2 separate regions of the Gasterosteus aculeatus genome follow, and region 2 is linked to region 1. A link is a contact called in public Hi-C data. All regions are on one chromosome and are shown on one strand. The core of a region is the stretch at or near the end of the contact, and the rest is flanking DNA. Distances in the headings are between cores, read along the strand shown. Region 1 holds the start of adamts1 (ADAM metallopeptidase with thrombospondin type 1 motif, 1). Region 2 has its middle 55 kb from the start of LOC120825181.

Evidence for each region. Hi-C and Micro-C count contacts between places; a contact is called where the count stands out from the background.
Region 2: a Hi-C map of skeletal muscle shows a contact between it and region 1, with 8 times the contacts expected there. The contact joins the enhancer-like site here to the promoter of adamts1 in region 1. A contact is called at or near these places in 3 of 6 Hi-C or Micro-C datasets (skeletal muscle, tail fin and whole body).

What each region holds. Positions count from the first base shown.
Region 1 is chr1:24,221,209-24,225,662 of fGasAcu3.hap1.1, forward strand. It overlaps adamts1 (ADAM metallopeptidase with thrombospondin type 1 motif, 1), which reads right to left and starts at 1,352. Exons shown (of 8, transcript XM_040188491.2): 1 at 1-1,352. The coding sequence starts at 528. adamts5 (ADAM metallopeptidase with thrombospondin type 1 motif, 5 (aggrecanase-2)) reads right to left here. Exons shown (of 8, transcript XM_040177479.2): 8 at 2,667-4,454.
Region 2 is chr1:24,321,114-24,325,816 of fGasAcu3.hap1.1, forward strand. No RefSeq gene overlaps it. Among protein-coding and RNA genes, the nearest start is that of LOC120825181, 55 kb to the right of the region's middle. Within about 2 kb of position 1,703, at least 1 of the 9 cell types and tissues checked has open chromatin away from gene starts, as enhancers often do.

The sequences.
Region 1 (4,454 bases), core at 102-2,601:
CTCCTCTGCCAAAACAGCCCGATCTCTCCGGCGGATCACGTGGACATCCTTCTCGGTGCCCGTGAAGTTAATCGAGTTCTGGGGCTGAATAAAATACTCTGCCCCCTGAAAATAGAATCCGCCCCGAAGTCCGTGGCACAGGTTAAGTGCAGCGGCAGAGTGTTCCTCTCCGTTAACAGTACCAGAAAAGAAGCAACCCGGCTCGGCTCCGCTCTTGGGTTCCTGTGTCGGGTCGGTATCAGGGCTCCCCACGATGTGGAAGACAAAACCGGGCGCCAAGAAAGTCTGGTCGGGCTCTAGCTGCAAGACCAGCTCCTTGCCAAATACGTCCAATCGGTACTCCCTCATCTCCGCCTCCTTCTCTTTCTCCTCCGCAGAGAGAGTCCGCCACGGTTCGGTTTTGCTGTCAGACCGAGCCGTCGGGTCTAGTCTGACCGGCACTACGGTGCTCTCCTCCCACGCGCTATGCGCCACGCCGACGCACAGAGTGGCGATTAAACCAATGGAAAGTTGTAAAAACTTCATCATGCAACTGTGAAATCCGACAAGTGGAAAGACAAATTGATAAAGTCTCTTAAATTAAATCCTTTAAAAGATTTTCCACTACAAGTTACAAACCGCGAGCATCTGAGCCACAAATCTGTCCACAAAATTACGCAGACGCATATAAATCTAAAAAAGGATCAAATCCAGTGGAAAACTTGTTTAAAGTTATGTGCAGTTCTGATTTATTGAAAAAAAACCTATTTCAATAAATTCAAACAAAAGTTCGATCTCGGTGGTAAATCCAACAGGTTTCTTCTCTCTCTCCAAAGCTCAGCAGATGTCTCGATTCTGCTCTATTTGAATTCGGGGCAGGCTTTTCCTCTGCTGACCCGTTTAGTCTGTTCTCTGCTCTTGCCTTGCAGTCAGAACAGAGCAGGTCCCTCCTATATATCCCCCTGCCTCGGGACCACCCCTTTCACGAGGGCCCTTTGATGTGAGAGGGGCCAAGTCCCGTGCGCAACGAAAACGCACCAACCTGGAGCGGTGCCATGACAATCAACAGAGGATAGAGATCTTTGGGGAGAGAAACATTTGCTTCTTCAAACTGGTCTTTCACAATTATGTACAAATACAGACATGACCCACAACTAATACTTCTAAGATCAGTTTCCCCAAAAGGCTTCCCTGTAATATTAGTGCACATATAATGGATCAGTTAGCAACATGCCTTTTATTAAACTGCCCATTCCAACATAAATCAGGGTGACAGGCAGCGGAGGCTGATGTAGAGCAGTGTTGTAGTCGCAACTGGAGAATGGAGATGGCAGCAGGTCCGGGAGTCGTACTCATTCCTCCGTGCCAAGCCGGCTATGGTACGCCGTGGCCGGGTTTGGAGGCTCAGAGCGGGGGCCGCTAAGTTCTTAAGGTAGATCGGTCCACCCAGCCCGCTGCCTCTGCACTCAAACCAGGGCAGACAGAGCCCCTGTCCTCCGGCTTCCTCCCCCCCACCCGCCGTGACTGGTCCTTCTCTCCAACACACAGTTTACGTTGGAGTTTTATTAAGAATAACTGGGAAGCCGCAATACAATTATGTGGAGAAACTACGTACAAGTTTTACAACACTTTGAAGAATCAGACTGTACCAACTACTTAGGGAAATTGAACTCAATTATTCCCTCAATATTTTAATGTGGTGTGAAAATAATTTAAATGTATGAATACGATATTACAACAAGTCACACACACACACACACACACACACACACACACACACACACACACACACACACACACACACACACACACACACGCACACACACACACACACACACACACACACACACACACACAATGAACAAATATAACTCCGTGTGATTTGTCTAACCTGTGACTCACTGGAGCAAACCTCACCGATCAGTCTCTGAAGGGAAAGATCACTGCGGTCCACCTTAAAACCAACAGGTCACAAAAAGGGAACAGTTGTAATTTCATAATGTCCCAGAAGATGGTAGGCACGAGTTTTGGAAATTCCCCACACTGCTGGAGTGATTTTCCATGACTACATGGACCAATCCCAGGTTTGGCCAACAGGGGGCACCTTTAGCATTACATCTGGGAGCCTGGAGGCCGTAACTGACCCGGTGGAGGCAGTACTGCCACAGCCATGTATTGTGGTGACAATGGTTCTGAATCATTTTTGGGTCAGAGCCGCAACTTAATGGCATGAAGAGTTTTAGGGGACATATGGATGTACAGGAGCTGGACACTCTATTCTGTTTTCTATTGAATTTTATTTGTGGACCGAAACTGATCGAGATTGACATCTGTCCACATCTTACATCGTACCCATTTTATATGATCTCATTATGTTGAGGTTATATAGATTCATCTTCCCACCAACATTAAAATGCTGCTAACATGTTGAATCATCAATTGTATTGATCAAATGCAAATAACAGTCCACGGGCCACTGTGGATGTTTACTTTAGATGTGTGTACGTTCCATTGTTATATTGCTATTGTTTAGCTATGTAATTACTTACTGTACGTTCAAAGAAAGGCCACAGTCACAATCATAACTTGTGTGTACCGATAGTGAGGGATTTGCTATATTCAAAACACATGCAATATAAATAAAACATATTGATGCATTTGCTATATGAACAACACAGACACAAAGATATTTAAATATATAGATTTTATGTACATATATTTCATGTGGATGACTAGAAAAGAAACACTATATTCTCACAAAGGAATGATTCTGCGGAGTCATGTTCCTCAGTCAAATAGTAATATGATACAAAATTACTAAAATAAATAAAGCTCATCTTATTGTTTTTTTTTATTCACACACATACCAGTTGTACACACAATAAATTACAAGTTCAGTGCTGTGTTTTCTTTCCCCACTGGAAGAGTCAGAGTAGATTGTGTGTGTACGTGTGTTTGTGTGTGTTACGGTTTCTGAAACACTTGACTGATGGGTGTTTTCTCTGTGTCTGTATGTGTGTGTTTCTGCGTAAATATGGTTGAATGCTTACATGTATATGAAAGATCGACTCTTTGTACAGAAATGTCTACATTGTGTAAACAGATGTGAATGTGTGAGGGAAGAAGGGAGGACGGAGGGTGAGTGGTTTGTTGACCCGGGTCATGTACTTTCTGAAGACCTTCCTCAGGTGCCAGATGTGGAGGGGAGGGGGGGGGGGGGGGTTTGCCACACAGGAAAATGTAATGTAAACAATTAAAGGCAGGTATGTATTTAAGTACATTTGATATGTAATGTATGTTGTATACACTCTTAATGTATCCTTACAATAACCAAATCAAAGCATGATATTGTGAGATTTGGTAAAGGATATTCAGGAATACGTTCCCCAAAAATAACCACAAAAGCAAATCTCCTCACTTACACCTACTGGTGTCTAGTGATGCAAATTGTTGTTTTTCTACTTGGTAAAAAAAATACATTTTACATTTAAATTAACTTTCCTGAGAGTAAGACAAGATTGACACCACACTCATACATGTCTGTTCAATATGGAGCTAGAGCCAGAAGTGTGTTAGCTTAGCATAAAAACGAGCAAATTGTTGTCACTACGCTCCGTTTGTCACACAGACTAAGCAAACAACATTGAGCAGGATCAAGAGATGCTGGTTGGCGTATTTTTATTCTTTGGACACACACCCTTTCCCCTGGCTACAAGTATTAATGCTAAGCTAGGCTAACTATTTCCTGGCTCTAGTTTCAGGAATGAGAGTGGTATCACTCTTCAGATCTATTTCTTAGCGAGAAAATTAATCAAGTATACTTCCCAAAGTGTCAAACAGTTTCTTTAGAACAGCTGCAATATCAACTTCCACAATCAGCGTCCCAGAGTATCAGCGCTGTTTCTTTAGCAGGACGTACATACACGTACTTGGTTGACAGTGAAGTCTGTGGATTGTCTGAAGTGAATGGTGAGTGATAACATGTCGTGTAAAAGCACTTTGAGTGGTTGGAAGACTATAAAATACAAGTACAATCCAGTTACCGTTTAGCATTGTTTTTAGAGTTTTTTCTTAAAATGGTAAATGTCATTTTTAGAACGCTGTTCATTAACTGGGCTTCCTCCATTCTTAGTATTTTGGGTCAACTGACCCAAATCTACTCTGTGGCACATTCTGTCGGTTGAAAGGGTTCCGAAGGGTGAAAACACCACCCAACACAGTTTGAAACAGATAAAAGCAGAATGTAAAGTAGTAAAATAGATAATGAGTGATGAAAAGACATAGGTGAATTGCAGAAAGACATTATTGACGGCGTTAGTATCGCCATCGCTGTCGTTGCGAGTATCAGGGGCTCACATTGTCACACTAAACAGATAAAACAGACCAATAAAACGGATATTCGCCGCCAAGACAAAACATGATGGTCGCAAACCTCCTAGCACCAGCATAATGATCCAAACGGAACAAATATACAA
Region 2 (4,703 bases), core at 453-2,952, 100 kb after region 1:
ACATGGTTGCTTTAAAATACGCGCTTCCGCGAGGAAACAAAAGCGAGCGCGAGCCGCTTTTGGGACGTTCAACAACCGCCAGGCCACTGCGAGGTGGAGGTCAGCTCGAACGGAGAGGCCTGCGCGGCACTACACGTGCAGCAGAGGCAGAATCCAGCTCTCTGACAAGTAGGACCGATTCAAAGCGAGAAACAGAGACATGCGCGACTAAATATCAGCGGACCTTTAGCAGGAGAATGACTTAATAAATGAATAAATTAAATTAAAAAAACAAAGTGTATTGTCATGTCAGGGTGTAGGGATCACGTAGGCCTGGTAGACGTGGCCTCACGCAGCATCCGCACTGCGCATTTCATTATTAATAACTAAACTTACCTCCTCAGTGCAGACTTGGGAGAATTTACCTAAATAAAAAAATATGATAGTATGGAAACAATAGCGAAACCAACCTTGTCCGCTCAGCCCCCTTTGGTCCCGGCTCCTCAAAGTCAGGGTTTATTGTCCCACGCAGTAAAGAAAATCCAGCCACAAACACCTCAGCGGAGGTGGAGGCCAATGGAGACGTCACCTGCCGCAGCACGGGAGCATTTTAGCTAAAGTCCGCACACACCTGCAGCTAACGCGCCGCGTGGATTCGCGTGGGCAGAGGCCACACGCCTAAATTAGCCTTATTGTTTTTACTTAGGAGAGAACGATAAGTAAAAGTAAAATTACAGATGTTTAATTACTCATAATTGCACTATGATACCTCTTAACAGGAGGGGCAGTAAATGTACATTTTTACTTGCACCCCAAGCAAATATTTACTTTTTAACCCTGGAGAATAGTGTAATATAGTCCAAGTTGAAGGGGCCTTTCAATATTTCTAGAGCTGTATTGTGGTTGGTAATACGTGTATTCTCTTCATTAACATGACTCATCAGCCAATTGGAGTTGGCTGTATCGTGTCGCCACAAGCACAAATGATGTAACCACCGTGAGCCTTTAGCTTTTAGAACAAAGATGCACACAGAAGAGCCCGTCTGATGTCATTCTGCTGACCTGGAGTTCCAAACAGAAGGCAGCTTTAACTCTTACTCCGGGCCACCTTTGACCTCCTCTACCACGTTCACACACAAGCATCTGTACATACACAGGAGACCCTTAGCAACTGTTGCTGTTTGGCCTCCTCCTACTCCACACAGAGCCCACCACAACATTAGGCCAAACCTTGACACATGTCTTGAGATAAACAGAGACGCTCTGGAGTAAAGCATCTTTGGCATTCACGTTTGCTTTTGTTTAAATGTGGCCCTCCTTGATGAACAATTTCTTTGCTGAGGTACGCATACTTTCCATGTGTACGTTTGAGCGTGCCTGATTGTGTGGGTATGTGTGGCTGCGAGCAGGCACAGACCCTGATGAAATCGGCCTAATCCTCGGGGCCGATAAAGCCCTGTTGGTGGCAGTCCGGGAGGCCCCCAGGTTGCTCGCCGCCCGGGACCAGCAGCTCTAAGCTGCTTTCTCTGTGTCAGCCGCCTCATGCCGCACCAAGACACAGCCAGCACTGGTTCTCGAAGTGGAGGACATGTACACATGCAGAGGGAGGGGGGGGGGGGGGCACGCTAATGTTCATGCATCTGGAACTGGATGGTATTCTGTATTCTTTAATAACACTCACTGAATGATCCTTCCATAATGATACCTATTCAGCACTGTGCTTTTCATGCTCACAGTAAGTTTCTCAACCCTCATGAACCTCCTTAAAAACAAGACCCTCCTTTTGGCTCCAGAAGGTGTTCGACGTGGACTTTCCCGTGGTGCAACGCTGACCCCAGCAGGAAAAAGGAAGAACTGCATGCCAGAATCTCTTAAGGTGGACCGGTGTTGATCGCTGAGCACTTGGGAGAGAAACTAATGAAGTGGCTGCTGCTGAAGTGGTGCCTGGCTCGACGTGAGCTCTATGAATATGGATTTGAATAAAGTAATCCATGTTTCACCTCCTGTCCGGGAACTTTTAAAGAAAGCAAAGGTGCTGTTCGCTATTTCACTAACTGAGGTAAAAAGCACTGTGAGAGGTGGTCAGGAGAGGTCAGACGCCCAGTGGCTTCGGCCTCAAGTATCCTCTCACACACACACACACACACACACACAGGGATGCCAGCCAAGACGTGTGTGATGGATGCTGGTCGAGATATCCACCTTTTGCCAAAGTAAGGTGTCAAGCCATGGGGCTCGGCGCACACACACACACACACACACACACACACACACATTTATGCACACAATCACAGGCCCCCACAGGCTGAGGTGTGAGAAGCTGCTGGACTCATACGGACGCTTATTTTCAGAGCGAATACGTGGAATCAGAATAAAATCTTCCTTTGTTTTCGGCTGTGGCACCGAGACCCCAAAGAGAGAACATTTATAAAAAGCTTTAATAGTTGGAAAGTGTTTGCAGAGAAAGAGTTCTCCAAATGTGTTCTGTCTGAACAGACGGCCTTATATGGCAAAGTTGACGAGGCTCGCGGGGTAAAAAAAGCTGAAGATACATGTTTAGCTTCAGTGTTGCGGCTCTATCGGGATGAAAGGCCTTCGAGATCAAGCAAACTAATAACCCGAGGGACTGGCGGGCGAGAGACATTCAGAAGTGGAGAGAGAGAGAGAGAGACGGGGTAGGGGGGGGGGCAGATTAGATAAAGGGGACAAGATTGGAGACACAATAGCCAGATGAGGGAGAGGTGAGATAACAAGACCAGCAGGACACACCGCAGGACCGCCGCTTTGACAGGACAGGGGTCCTGCAGAGGAGTTTGGGACACACACACACACACACAAAACACACAAAAAGAGATATGTCAACCATTCCTTGTCAGGTCAGACCACGTTTTCAGCAATTCAGGGCAGTCATTGAAGCCCATGAAGGTCCTTTCCTCCCTGTGCTCTCTTTTAAGTGAGATCAAACCAGAAACAAGTCAATTCAGCAAGTCCTCTCGTCCACGCCGGGGACAATGCGTTGCCTCTGTCTCTCTCTTTCATTTTTGACACAGATTAGTGTGCTTTTGAGAAGAAAAAACACTGTCTTTTTTCCTTCAGGGAGACGAGAGCTTAATGAAAACAGATTGCGCGAGTGGAAATACGAGGCGCGTGCCAAGATTTTCAAGATGTCCAGGCGAAAAGAAAAAAAAAGAACCTCAGCAACAAACACTGATTGCAGTGAAAATGTGATTAGGGGCACTCGTTGGAGAAAAAGGGGGTTGTTATTGTGCGATTTATCTCAGATGCAGTCGGCGGGTCGTGGCGAGGATGAAAACAGCAGGCAGGCAGAATCAGATGTAAAGATTTTGGGAAGTCTTGCTCCCATTATTTCAAGCTGTTACGGTTGGCTGAGGCCAGCTGATTCCCAATGAGCCCACAGCCTCAGAACAACGTCACTCCTCCAGACGAGAGAACTTCCCGTCCCTGTTATCGGAGAGCTCGAGTGATTAACCGGCCCTTGTGCGCGAGGGAGATTTTTTTTAGGTTATGCCGTCGAGCGTCTTCTTGGACCGAAGGGCCGAAAGCTGCGGCCAAGTTAAAAGCTAAGATAAACAAGAGAGAGAACGTCCGTGGTTCGAGGGACGGGATGGACCAGAACTGGGAGCCTTTTTTTTGTTGTTGTTTGGGCGTGGGCCAAAACTTTGGGAGCCAGCAGTTTGCTGGCTACCATGACTTGTCAAAGCGGCCTTTGGGAGTCAAACCAAACGTAAGCACTTAAACAGGACCTTTCTCGGTAGGCCTCTCTGAGCAGCTGTGTCATTTGACCCAACCTCGGCTCCCATGCGGTAATCAGTTGCGACGAAGGTGTTGACCGGCGGCACAACGAAATCGAAATAAAAGCCCTGCTCGCTGGAGACGAGACCAGCGGCAAAAGAGCAGCGTTTGAAATTCCACCCAGGAAATGATATGATATGTGAGAGTTTTCAAACCTGGAACATTTGCTTTGGTGCATTTGCCACAGCCATTATCTCTTTGGAACCTTACGCCTTCAAGTACAAGTACTGTACTTAACAAAGGGTGTTAAAATGGGTCCTTTGTTTGTTGTCTCCTTCCTTCCTCCATCTAGTTGTCTAAATCAAACTAAGCCAAGGTGCTGCTGTACACGTGGACAAAACCCTCCTCCCTGTCTCAGTCCTCAATAGTCACCAGCATCCAGATGGGGGTGTGGGGGTTTGTTTGCCACGTGGGTAAACAACCAGCGCCTGGAGGGGGGCGGGGGAGAGCGGGGGGTGTTGGTGGACTCCGTTTCCCCCCCCCCCCTCTCCCTCCAGTGTCCTCGCGGTCTTTTGAGGACGACTCGGCGAGGCCGCTTGTTTCTTAACTCGTAAACTGCTTTCAAGACGTGGGGCTAAACTGACCGAGGCGGGTTGTTATTCGCAACAACGGCCTGGGGGTAATTTAGGAGGGAAAGGCGGGATTCACACTCACATGCTCCCAGCTGGTGCAAGAATCCGAGAAACCGCAGAGGTCAGAGGCCTGGCTCTCTTCTCTGAGGGAACCATTTGTCCTCCATACAACATAAAACAGCAGAAAAATTCAAAGGATTCTGTTCTTTTAGTTGTTTACAAAGGCCCACACTTGTTGTACACTCTGCTTGCGCTGAGGCCGTGACGTGGACTCATGAGGCCACTTTAAAGGGTCCGTAGCATAACAGTTTATGTTGGCCGGACTCTTCTTCACCCACT